Regions from separate parts of the Rattus norvegicus genome. Here region 2 is linked to region 1. The links are chromatin contacts, called in public Hi-C maps. All regions are on one chromosome and are shown on one strand. Each heading gives the region's core, a stretch centred on a gene start, on an enhancer-like site or on the middle of the called end of the contact. The rest is flanking DNA. Distances are from core to core; before and after follow the strand shown. Region 1 overlaps Epas1 (endothelial PAS domain protein 1). Region 2 overlaps Prkce (protein kinase C, epsilon).

Evidence for each region. Hi-C and Micro-C count contacts between places; a contact is called where the count stands out from the background.
Region 2: a contact with region 1 is called in a Hi-C map of psoas muscle, with 2.1 times the contacts expected there. The contact joins two enhancer-like sites. A contact is called at or near these places in 6 of 12 Hi-C or Micro-C datasets (Schwann cells, frontal cortex, kidney and 2 more).

The regions. Positions count from the first base shown.
Region 1 is chr6:13,574,918-13,578,117 of GRCr8, forward strand. The region is part of intron 2 of Epas1 (endothelial PAS domain protein 1); the gene reads right to left. Among named protein-coding and RNA genes, the nearest start is that of Epas1, 48 kb to the right of the region's middle. Within about 2 kb of position 1,759, at least 35 of the 93 cell types and tissues checked have an H3K27ac peak or open chromatin away from gene starts, as enhancers often do.
Region 2 is chr6:13,867,596-13,870,795 of GRCr8, forward strand. The region is part of intron 10 of Prkce (protein kinase C, epsilon); the gene reads right to left. Among named protein-coding and RNA genes, the nearest start is that of Prkcel1, 61 kb to the right of the region's middle. Within about 2 kb of position 1,471, at least 23 of the 93 cell types and tissues checked have an H3K27ac peak or open chromatin away from gene starts, as enhancers often do.

The DNA of each region.
Region 1 (3,200 bases), core at 509-3,008:
AAAAGATTTGCAACCCCATAGGAAGAACAATATCAACCAACCAGACCACCTAGAGCTCCCAGGGACTAAACCACCAACCAAAGAGTGCACATGGCGGGGACCCATGGCTTCAGCAGCGTATGTGGCAGAGGATGGCATTGTCTGACATCAATAGGATGAGAAGCCCTTGGTCCTATGAAGGCTCATTTCCTCAGTGTAGGGGAATGCCAGGGTGCTGAAGTGGGAGTTGGTATGAGGAAGGGGGTGTATCCTCACAGAAGCAGGGGAGGGGGATGGGAGAGGGAGAGCGGGAAAGGGGATAACATTTGAAATGTAAATACATAAACTATCCAATTAAAAAAAAAACTTGGAACCCCCTGCAGAAAAATTAAGCTGAGCCGGGAGCCCAAGACTGAGGTCTTGGAGGAGAACCAGGAGACTGCACCCCACCCAGGGTAGTGCTGGAAGGTCCCCCTCCCACCCCCATGTTTCCTTCCTAATTCAGAGGAGCTGGGAAAGTGACTTTCTTCCTTTAAAAAAATAAAAAACAAAACCATGTTCAGAGAGGGTCAAAGCTGTCGCTTCAGGGAGCACATGATGAAGACTATCTCCCATGTGGGGAAAACCAGCCAGGCTGGGCAAGGCTGCCTGACCTAGGAAATGGGCAAGGAGGTGGCCACTTTCTCCCGACAAACACAGGCCAGCCCTGAGGCCTACTGAGAATTTATTTTCTCTTCAGCTTCTTTGATCTCAGTGGCAACACTGACTTCAAAATCTGGAGTAACCCCAAGACAACCTATTTGGGTTAACTAGACCCAGAAAAAATAGCTCTGCTTAAAGTTTCCTGTTTTTAACAGGCCCAGCACAGCCAAGTCAGCTTTCCGAAGTGTCCAGTCTGCTTACTTCCAGGAGGTGGCGAAATTGGCTACAGTGGTGGGTTGACTGCCCTTTGGAAAGGAAGGAGAAGGGTGCTCTGGGGCCACAGACACAGAACATCTTGAGACTGAAGTCACAATGGCTACAGGATCAAGGACGTCAGCAGCCCCCCTCCTTCCCTGGGACCCTGGAGAAGCCGGGCTTGGGCATGGCTTCTTCCGTCAGTGGAACTGTTTGCTCTTGTAGCACCTGCTTGTCCTCCTGGGAGTCTCTGAAGGAACTTGGCCAGGTCACTCCCAGCCCGGAAGAGAGAGGCAGACATCCCCCTGCTGCACCCAGAACCTGAACCTTGTGTCACATCTCTGCTGAGAACTGTTCTGCCTGGCGGCTGTGCACAGTAAACACTGGGCTTGGGGAAAGCTCGCTCACTGCAGTTCCTAAGCTTTTCCTCCATGTCTTCCCTGGCTGGTGAAAGGGATCATTGGCTCACCAGTGGCACTCATTACAAGTTCAGTCCTATCCTGTGGAGAACTGGGGCTACTGCAAGGAGGGATACAATCCCACCCTTCAGGAACCAACCAACTGCCAGGGAAGGCATCTGTTCAAGAGTCTAAGCCCCTCCTGGGAAGGTTAATAAACAACAGAGTAAACCGTTGGTACAAAATAAAATCGGTGCTTGCTAAGACGGCTGGGCCGTCTAATTATCAGGTTCTACATCCTGGCCATTTGCTTCCCAGGACCTGTCAGGATTCGAATCTCAAAGAACTGTGGTAGAGACAAACCGTCTTCACTGAGAAGGAGCACAAGATTCTTTAATGCTAAAAATAGCCCCAGTAAACAGGCTTTGATGGTTCCCACAGCCAGGATATGTGCAGCTGAGAAGGTTGTGGAGCACCTTTTCCGGAGCTCCGTTCATTTCCTTTAGGCAGCACCGCCCAAGTTGAGCGGCACACCAGAACGCTGGAGCCACTTGCCTTGGGCGAACTAACAGGTGGCAGAGCAGGCGCCTTCAGACTGGGTCTTTGAGGCCAGGCTGTGCCAGCAGCTAGGCTGCTACATTCTTACTTACATTTTACATTACCATCAGCATGAGTCTTCTTCCTCTTCGGGAAACACTAAAACTGCTACATTGTTCCTAACAAGCTCCGATACAGGATTCCTACTTCAGGGGTGCTTGGTACTTAGTTATCTCTGCAGGGTTTTCCGGTTCAAAGGGTTTGCCTTGGCAGTGCCTCCCCTCCTAGCACCACAGTCCCCATGCCTTCCAGGCACACTGACAGCAAATGTAGCCCCACACAGAGCGGCAAGGAAAGAGCATGGGCCACTTACTGTCTCTTCCGCTGTACCCTATGCCCCACTGTGGGCAGGCTTGGGCTATCTCACACCTTCAGCAGAATGACAGATTCCACCTGACCTTGCTGCTCTCCTGGTGTGCCCCACAAGTCCGGCACTGGAATTTTTTATTTTGTTCCACACCAGCTCACCTCACCCTTACTCGCTGCACTGGCATTCATAAAATGCTATGCGGAGTTAGTCAGCTGCTGTCTACTGACTGGCCAGACTCTGCTTTAAGGGAACGCTACAAGCAATGCTAGACTTTCTTGAAGGGGCTGCTGGCTGCTCTCAGCCAGTAACATCCTGGCATGAATCATCCTACTGGCCTTCTTCCAAACAGGACAGAAAATGCCTTGATTTTGAGTATAGGTGGGGCCGGGGAGTGGGACAGCAAAACAATTGGGATGAGAACCAGGGGAAACAGGTCTTACCACCATGAGGCATAAGAGGGCACAGAAATCGCATCTGCTGCCGTAACTCTCCCCCCTTTGTCCCACTTTTCCTGATAGATAGATAGATAGGTCATGATGAAAACTTTAAAATCATGTCCTGGATTTTAACGTCCCGGGGATTAGAGAATCATATCCTGCGCAGACTATGCGTCTTCACTAGTCAAATGCCGGGAATCAAATAAATTCAAATTAAAATAATCAAAAATAAGCCTGACATTTATATCTAGAAACCTGGCTGTGTGCTGATCTCCAACTCTAAAGTAATGAGAATTTGTTGGGTTTTTTGTTTGTTTGTTTGTTTGTTTTGTTTTGTTTTTAACCAGGTATGAGTCTGAGGAAGCCTCCAGTTAGAATTGGGGTGAATGCACACTCTGCACATTTACTGTGATCTAAAGCTCTCCCTCAGTCCCAGAGCGCAGGGCTCATCTTGAAAGAGGATTTAAGACAATCAAGTGATATTTCCACTCATGTTCCCGCCACAGTGTGTTCTGTCCTCTCCGGCCAGTGTTGAAGCAAGTATCATAACGCTATTGTTTCGGTTTGTTTCCTGTGATATGG
Region 2 (3,200 bases), core at 221-2,720, 290 kb after region 1:
GCATTGGAGTGAGCAAAGAGGTGAGCAGAATGAGTGTGCCCCTTCATGTTGGAAAACGTGCCAAACAGACCCACGTGGAAGAATACACACACACACACACACACACACACACACACACACACACACACACAAGTGTATAAATGTGTCTATCACTTCGTCCCCAAAGTTAGAGAATTTGTTTTTTGGCTTGGGTGTTTTGTTTGTTTGATCTTTCTTTGAGTCAATCTTCATATACAGAGAGAGTCGCCTCAAACTTTCTATCCTCCTGCCTCAGCCTCCAAGTGTTCAAAGGTGATAAATCCTATGTTTATTTTACCATAATAAAATGTGGAAATATAGAAGAAAATCTTCTTTCCGTGTTTCCTTACATGTAAAGAAGCTACCTTATGTGACAGACTCTAGACTAAGAGGCAGCACTCCTCCCTGTCTGCCCTGAGGTGGGCACACTGGAGCAAAGTGAGCCCTATAACTTTGCACTTCATTCTAGAATGGGTCCTTGCTTCAAGACCTGGGTGACCACTTTCTTCATGCAGCCTGATTGGTATGAAATTATGCGGCCCCTCTACTTGCACTCTTATCCCCCTCTCCACGTCCCTCGGCTCTCCTCAGGCAACGGAGATTGGCACTCAGTGACTTTACACACCGACCCTCCTATCAGAGTCTCCATAAGCCCTCAGTCACTTGCAGGCCACAGGGCCCTGAGTGTAAATTGGCTAAGGAAGAGAAATGGCATTGCCGCCCACCCATCCTGCTCACACAGGATGTTCTTCAGCACCAAGATGTGCTTCCTCGCATCACTGGATAAGACACTGTGTCACACAGAGCCCAAAGCATCCACGTAGACTCTCTTCACCTAACGCTGGAGAGCATTACCAAGCCCAGCACTACCACTTCCAATCTTCTACTGTCGAGCCCGTAGCATAGAGTCCCGAGGGCTGCTAATCCAAACCATCTAGAGGTATTGAACATCGAGGGCTTTTGTTTTCTAGAAACAGCCAGCAAAGGGGCCAAAAGCCCTCCAACTCCTCCCAGGCCCCACCACCCCAATGTCACCTGGCCTAGCAGGATCATGGCCTACCCTTCAGGTTGCTTTCTCCGTTCTCTTAGGTGGCCTGATTATTCACTAGATCTTTCTCTCTCCTGGTCACCTTGTACCCCCGCCATCCCTTCTTTTCTTTAGGGTTTGCAGTTTTGTTAAAAGTTAAAAAAAATTAGAGTTCTTTGAAACTACAAATCCTCTACTATGTTGTCAACACTTGCTCCAGGCAGCTCTCCCCTTGCCCACAGAGATGATTAAATCACATTTGAAAAACATCACCAGTTGCTTTTTAAGGATTCTCCACGCCACCCGTTCCCCAGGGCTGGAGGGAGGCTGGTGGGCGGGTGGAGATCCTGTAGAGGCTCAGCCCCATTCCCAGTTTCCCTCACAGCAAAGTCCTCCAGGATTTGGCTTCCCAGGCCTGGCAGGAAATGCCAGAGGGTGGGGGATGGGTACAGTGTGCAGAGATGCAAGTTTTAAAGAGGCAATGCCACGGGTGAGACTGGCCAAGTCGGGTTTTGTGGGATCCAGTTGGAAGGGATGGTTTTGTAATGGGGATGATAAAACACAAACACACAACATCTAGAAGGGCCTGGGAATTTTAGTTTTCTGTTAACCACAAAAATCAAAATAAATCTATCTCTTGGGAGCCCTCTGAGCTCCAGAGGCCAATGGAACAGGAGATTTCTGAAAAAGGAGCTTCTGTACCAGGTTCACACCTGGAGCAGGAAGGCCATGCTCTTTAGCACCAAGAGGGACACTTCAGTCCCTAACGAGGGTCCCCAGCACTGCCATGCTCCTTTCCCTCAGCCTCTGACTCCACAAGAGTCTGTTCTCCTTATTTTCTCAGTATGCACCCTTCCCCACAAACCTCACCTCTTTTTCCTTATCATTTGTCCGCAAAGAAGCAGGAGAACGGAGCTGTGAAACCTAGTGTGGGGAACACGTCAAGATGAACTCTAGAAAGGACTTTGGAGCCCATCTCTAGGTGCCCACCTTCTTCCCAATGCTTGCCCTATTTCAAGGGCCAGCTCTGTAGCTTCCGTAGCCTGATTTAGGTTCTCTAGAAACTCAAAACCACAGCAGGATCTCAAGTCTAGCACAAGGCCTGAACTTGATGGGTATGTATTTGTGGTTTTATTGACTGGCCTATCTGCCCATTCTCATTAGTGCTGGGTGCCAGAATCGTTTTATTTGCTTTTTATTTCCCAGAGTCTGTGCAAGAAGACTACGGCACAGCCAAGGACAGAACAGCTTTGTAGACAGAAATCTTTTTTTTTTTTTTTGGTTCTTTTTTTCGGAGCTGGGGACCGAACCCAGGGCCTTGCGCTTCCTAGGCAAGCGCTCTACCACTGAGCTAAATCCCCAACCCCGTAGACAGAAATCTTAAGTCACTATTTGAATTCAGCATGGTCCCCCAGCAGGCTGCAGCTGCCAGACTCGACTGGGCCATTATGGTTACTGTTGATGGCTCTGCACGGTGATCATTGCTGGATGCCGGAAAAGACACAGGGCCTTCCTTACTCTACACCCTTCCACGCTCTGCCAGCCGGTCTGTACCCATCTTAAAGCGCTGCACAATCTGCTGGGATGCTCTCAAGGAAGTTTCTGGGAGAGCCATTCCTCCCCATATCCTAGAAACCGAGTCTATTGGTGACTTTTCCATTGTTGTAACCAGACACCATGACCAAGGCCACCTAAGAGTAAAGAGTTTCTTGGTGCTTATGGTTCCAGAGGGGTGGAGTCCATGATGGCATAGCAAAGATGTGGCAGCGGAAGCAGTGGGCTGGGGGCTCAGATCTTGAGTATCATGTGGGAAGCAGAGAGCACATTGGGAGTGGTGGGAGGCATCTAAAGTCTGAAGCCCAGCCCCAGTGACACAGTTCCCCCACAAAGCCACACCTCCTAAGACTCCTCACACACCAAGTAGAGACCAACTATTTAAATGTCTGAGCCTGGAGGCGTCCTTCTCATTTAAACCACCTCACTGAGGCTCAGCCCAAACCTGACTTAACACCGGCTGTTGCTCTGCCCGTTCTAATCAAGGACGAGACAAAAATCTTGATAGGATTGAAACAGATCTTTGTGGTTCTGAGTCATATACCTTGGTCAAAACCACGACGGAATCAGTGACTGAGGGATGGGACTTTTTTTCAGGAAA